Regions from separate parts of the Zea mays genome. Here region 2 is linked to region 1. Evidence: chromatin contacts called from public Hi-C data. All regions are on one chromosome and are shown on one strand. The core of a region is the stretch at or near the end of the contact, and the rest is flanking DNA. Distances in the headings are between cores, read along the strand shown.

Evidence for each region. Hi-C and Micro-C count contacts between places; a contact is called where the count stands out from the background.
Region 2: a Hi-C map of leaf shows a contact between it and region 1, with 7 times the contacts expected there. The contact joins the promoter of LOC100280148 here to the promoter of LOC103652462 in region 1. A contact is called at or near these places in 11 of 25 Hi-C or Micro-C datasets (bundle sheath, ear, endosperm and 4 more).

What each region holds. Positions count from the first base shown.
Region 1 is chr3:197,571,676-197,574,909 of Zm-B73-REFERENCE-NAM-5.0, forward strand. LOC103652462 (protein MON2 homolog) reads right to left here and starts at 1,553. Exons shown (of 44, transcript XM_020550458.3): 1 at 1,183-1,553. The coding sequence starts at 1,287.
Region 2 is chr3:197,868,061-197,871,294 of Zm-B73-REFERENCE-NAM-5.0, forward strand. It overlaps LOC100280148, which reads right to left and starts at 1,665. Exons shown (of 11, transcript NM_001153080.2): 1 at 1,477-1,665; 2 at 79-368. The coding sequence starts at 349. It overlaps LOC100383324, which reads right to left. Exons shown (of 5, transcript NM_001175982.2): 5 at 1,980-3,079. The coding sequence ends at 2,436.

The DNA of each region.
Region 1 (3,234 bases), core at 303-2,802:
TGAAGAAACCAGTGAAGTTCCTTCAGCTCCACATGGTTTGTGTTTCTTTGGGCATATGGTGCTTACGCTTCTCCAAAAAAACCATGAAAACAATGTGCTTTTGATATGGACTTGAGATCTCCAGTCCAAAACTCACAAAATCGGTACAACCAAATTCACAAAATCGGTTCCAAGCATCTGAGCAAAAGCAATATAACCCCCGACTCAGTGGCGGAGCTACATGGTATGCCGTATATGCCACGGCATACCCTGTGAGCGGATGTTCTCCCTCGGTCCCTCTGGTATGGCTGCGGGCGTCTGCTACCTGTGGCTTGCCGCTGAGCCTGCGTCCGGCCTGCTGCCTGTGGTCTGCTACCTGCGGTCTGCTGCCTGCCCGGCCTGCCCCTCCCAAGTTGGTGTGGCCACGGCAACCTTGTGGCCGGGCAGCTGACGGTAGAGGCCTCAAGGATTGTGTGCAGGGCGTAGCTTGGTGTGTTATCAATACATGTTGACATGTCACTGGACATAAACACTCGTGAGATCCACGTGACACTCATGAGATCTATAACATTTATGTTCCTTTGAAAGGCAGTCAACAAATAATGTGTAAATCTCTAATGCTCCTTTATGGTTGTATTTGAACTATCAATATGAATTTTAAACCATTTATATTGTATTTAATGGATGATTTAACTTAATCCTTGAATTTAGATGTTATTGCGTTACTTAGTGCATCAATAATGAATCACGATGCTTCTATAATTATTATATAATTAAAAAATAAATTTACCGAGTTTATGTATGAAAATTTTGAACGGCATACCCTTAGATAAAATCCTAGATCCGCCACTGCCCGACTTCCCCTCAAATGTCAAAGTCATTCATCGTTCTACACCACGTAGAGGATAGACTTGTCTAACCATTAATATAACTTAACCACAATGCACAAATTGCAGAGGTTCCAGCTGTCTATATCACTAATTCTAACACTCTGATATAGTGACATCGCACAATCGCATAAAAGACTAGAATATTGTCAACACTTCCAAATTTCAATTACCGGCCTAAACGTTGGTGTGCTACCCCGCCGCTAAATGGATCCGGAACTGGCGAGGGCGCTGAAGGAACGCGAAATGGGTGTCGGTATCATGATCACTGCTGAAGTGTGCGTACTGCGCACTGCTTTGGTAAGGAGAGGCGTACCTTGAGTATAGCGTGCTCGGCGGCGTCTTTGACAGCGGGGTGGCGGCGGCGTGCCTCAGCGGAGAGAGCGCGCAGATCGGCCTCCAGCGCCGCCATGAAGACCATCTCCTCCTCCGCCGGCCTGCTCCTCCTCAGGCGGAGGAAGCGATGGTGAGACCAGGGGTTAGGTTTTTGGCCTGCGCTCACGCGGGGATCGGAAGCGGGAGGGCGCGCGGCACGGGACAAGTGAGATCTGAGAAGAGACGGGGACCAGCCGACCAGGCAGGAGGGACAGACGATGTTTAGTTGCCTTCGCAGGAAGAAGGTCGCCCCGCCGTTCGTTCTGGATCTCGCGGTTAGCTGAGCATCTTGGTATAATAAAATAGCTCTCTTGTTATGATGTTTTTCTTTTTTGTCCTTTATCTATTGATTTTTTAAAATTTTAACTTTTTAAAACTATTTTTTAAAATAACATGAGACAGAGAAAATCAAAACTAATCTACTTAGTTAAGGTCATGCGTTTTTAAGAAACTGATTTATAAAAATTAATGTGGTTCCGAACATACCAGTTTATGATTTAGTTTATAAAAATTAGATTCTTAGTTTCATAAAAATCAAGAAGTTGACATCTCCTGGCTAAAAGATAAAAAACGGGTTTTCTTAAAACTGGGTTGCTTCTAAATATGGTCTAATTCAATTCGATCACGAGTTGACCAATTAGGTATCATTTGGTTCACAAAATATCAATAAGGTGTCGTTTAGTTCACGAAATGTAACGTAAATGGCAGCGGTAATGATTCACACTTAATTATCAGTGGTAACAAGTTTAAATATAACGGTATCAGTTTTTAGTGTGATATCTAATTACAGTTAGACTTAAACAAACATAGTTTAACGTTATCGGTTATCGTTTATGTTACAAATATGTGAACTAAACAGCACCTAACATGATTCCTTTGTCGCGCTACCGACTCAGGTGCGGCACTTGTCGTGCAATTTCATCTAGTGCGACAGGGGCAAGGAGCCACACGCAGGCCTCCATCAACTCAGCCTATTCAAAGCCCACGTCAACACGCCTTAGCGTTCCGCTACCCGTCGTTGGTAGTCGTGCCCACCTTCACCCCTCGTCCTCGTCCTCCCCCTCTTCCTCTATATGTGTCTCTATTCTCCTAACTTTACATTCGCCTCCCCATCTCAATGGCAAGACATTTTTGTTGTTGTTTGCAATATAATTTCTAGCTAAAATTAGTAGTCTTTATGTCATAGTTAGTTACTTAAGTTGTTTGCAGCAGACATGTATATGATCGTGCAAGACATCGTTTAGTACTGTAAAACACACGGTTTATAAACTGTAGTTTGAAATATGAGATAGGATAGGAAAAGCTGTTGGAGATAGCCTTGGGTGTGTTTGGTTCAGCTTTCTAAGCTAGATTCATTGTAAAAAATAGGATCCCAACCAAAAGGTTTCAGGACCTGAATAGATTTATATAGTCTATAAAATTCTCTGTTCAATCCAGAATCTCCTACCCCAAATGTTCGTATCATAGAAACTGCTCGCACTCTTTTGATATCTTCGTTTGTCCCCTTGCATTTTTTTGGTGTGAAACAGAATCTACCGTTGTCTACCTCATCAATAGACAACCATCATCAAAACTCTCTAGCAAAACTCTCGGTGAAGTTCTTTCTAGAACTCCACACTATGACTGTCTTTCGAATGTAGGTCTGGAAAAAAAGATCGAGGCTCGAGAGCTAGCTCGAGTTCGAGCGGCTCGCGAGCCGAGCCAAGCTAGGTTTCCGAGCTTGTTGGTGTAGCGATCAGAGCCGAGCCGGCCCAAGAGTTGTTCCAAATTAATCAACCTATACAATAATGATGGATATTAGATAAATTTATAGATATCTGACTCGTACCTTGGCCTTTGATGATGGATATATGACAATTTATAATTTAGATTACTTATAATGTTGAATGATGATTATATATTTCACATCTATATATTATTAAGTCACTATATAATGCAATATTATTTAGAAAGATGCAGCTCGCGAGCCGACTACGAGCCGAGTCGAGCCTCC
Region 2 (3,234 bases), core at 415-2,914, 300 kb after region 1:
GGCTTCATTTGTTTTTATCACCCAAAAAACAAGCCATGTGAAAGACGGCAAATGATTCTGGGTTTATATAGAACTTACCTATAAAGTACTGTTTCATGACATTTGCAGATGCAACCTGGCGTTCTATCTGTGTCATTTGGCCAATTTTTTCAGCAAGGGTCATCCTACCGATAAGATCCCTGATTCTAGAGTTAATAGGTTGCTTTGGATCCTTGTACTTCATGTACTCTGCATCTGCCATCGAAACAAAACATAGCAGTAGAAGGAATGGCCAGGAAATATTGGAGTATCTCATGTCTGAAAATTTCTTTGAAATAGTCTGGCCTAATGGTCTTGATCCCCGAACCATGAACAGAATTCAAGAGGCCCTAAATGAATCATTAGAGATTAGATAATTCAAAATCAGCATGCATATCAGAAAGGAAGTGCAAGTGTATGAACAAAGAAAATGGTTTTCTTTCGAAGGACACAACAAATGAGCTTCAAGACGTGATCTAATTAAGTTGTAACCCACGTCCCCCGCTGATCTTCTACAAGAAACGAAGCACACCTTAACATGTAGCAAAACACATGATGGCATTATCTTCTTGAGGGAAAATTATTGTTACCCCTTACTTGCTAAGTCACTCGTAAAAGAAGGGTTTCACACTGAGAATGTGTTCACAGATCAAAGTTTCAGCATCTCTATCAGTGTCCACAGAAGTGCAGTTTTCAGATACGTATCACTACAGTGAAATACGTACATTGGACACGGCTAAATGAGAACCATTTCCCAGCAGGTAAAGAATAGAAGAATTTGACAGCATACGGCGAGTACCGCGTCACTAATCATCAGCAAGGATAAAAAAGAAACTAGACTGATGGTGCTACTCAGGCATTGTTTGGAAGCACCCAGTTTTTAACAAACTGTTTATAAAAATTGATGTAGTTCCAAACATACCAGTTTATGACTCAGTTTATAGATATTAGATTCTTAGTTTATTAAAAACCAAGAAGCTGGCTTCTCCTATCTAAAAGATAAAAATTGGTTTTTTTAAATCTGGGTTGCTTCCAAACAGGGCCTCAGTCGTGTTGTCAACGAAAAATATGATATATTAACATGGTAACGAAGTCAACATGTCTCAGTAGATCTTATAGCTTATTCGATTGGCTTTAATCCATACATGTTTCTATAGATCTTATAGCCTATTCGATTGGCTTTAATCCATACCTGTTTCTATAGTGTTTACAGCTGGAAGCGAACAACCCATTAGTTATAAAATACTGGCCGCCAAATTAGCCGACAGCGGGACACTATAGTGGCATCCCCCGATTTCCCTGGAAATCCTAATGCGAGGCTGAAAAAGAAACAGCAACGCGGAAACCTCTTCCCAAGAAGCACACGAGCTGGTCTAAACGGAGAGCTCCCTGAGAGCAGCAGGAGGAGGAGGCAGCAGACGCTGCTGGTAGCTAGCTTAGTAGCAAGCCGGGACTTACAGCGGAGCAGCGGCAGAGGGAGAGGGTGAGCTCTGAGCTCACTCTGCAGCCGATTGCGTGCTGGAGCCGAGCTCAATTGGCGTCCCTGGCGCGCACATGCACGCACCGGCGAGGCCGGAAGTGGGAGCGGCGGTGCGAGGTGTCGTGATCTGTAGGCGAGCGCGGTGCTTTCGGAAGGAACATTCGGGGGCACGCGCTGAAAGAGGGCAGGCAGATGGAAACAGCATTTGTTGCACTTGCACACGGTACGAAACGACGTTTGGCATTCAACTGGAAAGCATTTCACAAGACAATTTACGCGAATGGGTGAACGCTCCAATTCGGTCCTCTCTATACATTCGACGCAGAGGTCTTGCTGAGGAAGTGTGCTGGGAAGAGTTGAACAAATCGCAATTCGCAGAACAAAACGAACAGCATGCCGACCGCATCCAGCAGATGCTCAAACTCGGGCGCATATCAACATACAGAAGCATTCCGAAAGACAACAAGCTCAAGTAGGAAGTATGAAAAAAGTCTGATCATGATAAATGTTGCGGATGGTCCATCCAGAGTTCAAGTCCTCTACTATAGGAGTGTAACTCAAGACTTCCGCACATAGTCAAACAAGTACAGCTTAATCTAGATACAATAGGAGTCACACAAGTCTCCGCATTAGGGACACTAATCGTAGTCCAGCGCAAGGCAGTCTTGTTACACTAGATTTTAGTACATCACGGGCAATGCTCAGCATCACAAGCTATATAATCATCACAAAGCATCCATCCTTTTGTCTGCTTTTATCTTCCTAAGTGGCAGTCCGGATTACGGCAACAGAAATCCCTGCATTTTCCCGGTGTGAGCAATCCCAGAGATATTATTTTGAAACCCAAATCCAGTAAACTTATAACGTGGGGTTCAGAGATATTATTTGCATAAGATATTTAGTTATTTATGGATGGTTTTGTCTCCCTGGGTTTGTCTCACCTTTGTTCCATGGAATAAGGTAGGCTGACAGCTACCCACTGATTATCGCTGATGGGAAGCACGGCCGCGCCTTCCGGGATAACCATATCAGTGTGGCGAGGGTAGACTTGGATTCTGTTGGTTGACATGTAGCAACCGCATCTGTCATTGCTGACAGGCATGGTTGCTGTTGGCACGCTTATTAGAGTAGGAGTAATGGTTGGGGATATGGGGGCTGAGTGGCCATTCACAGCAGGTGTGTTCTCTAGAGATGAGCTCATGCCTGGCTTTGGAATGAGCGGTTCATCAACTTGCAGAGATGAGTGGATCACTTCAGCTTCTGTGATTGGCTCTGCAAAGTGCAGTTTGTCAACTTTCAGAGACGAATTCACAACTTTAACATCCATGCTTCGCTCTGGAAGGGGCAGTTTGTCAACTTCAAGAGTTGAGTCCATTACTTCGATATCCATGCTTGGCCCTGGAAGTGGCAGTTTGTCAACTTCTGTAGATGAATATATTGCTTCAACTTCTGTGCTTGGCTCTGCAAGGTGTGATTTGTTAACTTCCAGCTTTGCACGTAGAGTGTTTCCATCAACAGACTGTTTTGTAGCGGCAACAGGAAGTGGGTTAGCAGAGCCAGATGATCCAGCATCATGATTTACTGCACATGAACATAACATGAGTGAATGAATGAATGAGAATCAAGTTAATACAGAGGAAACACACATCAGCAGAAGTCCGAGTTGCTTTGATTGTGGGATGCAACAAAGCTTGGCAATGATGACACGCTGCGTTTTTTTCTACGGAGGTCGGGTG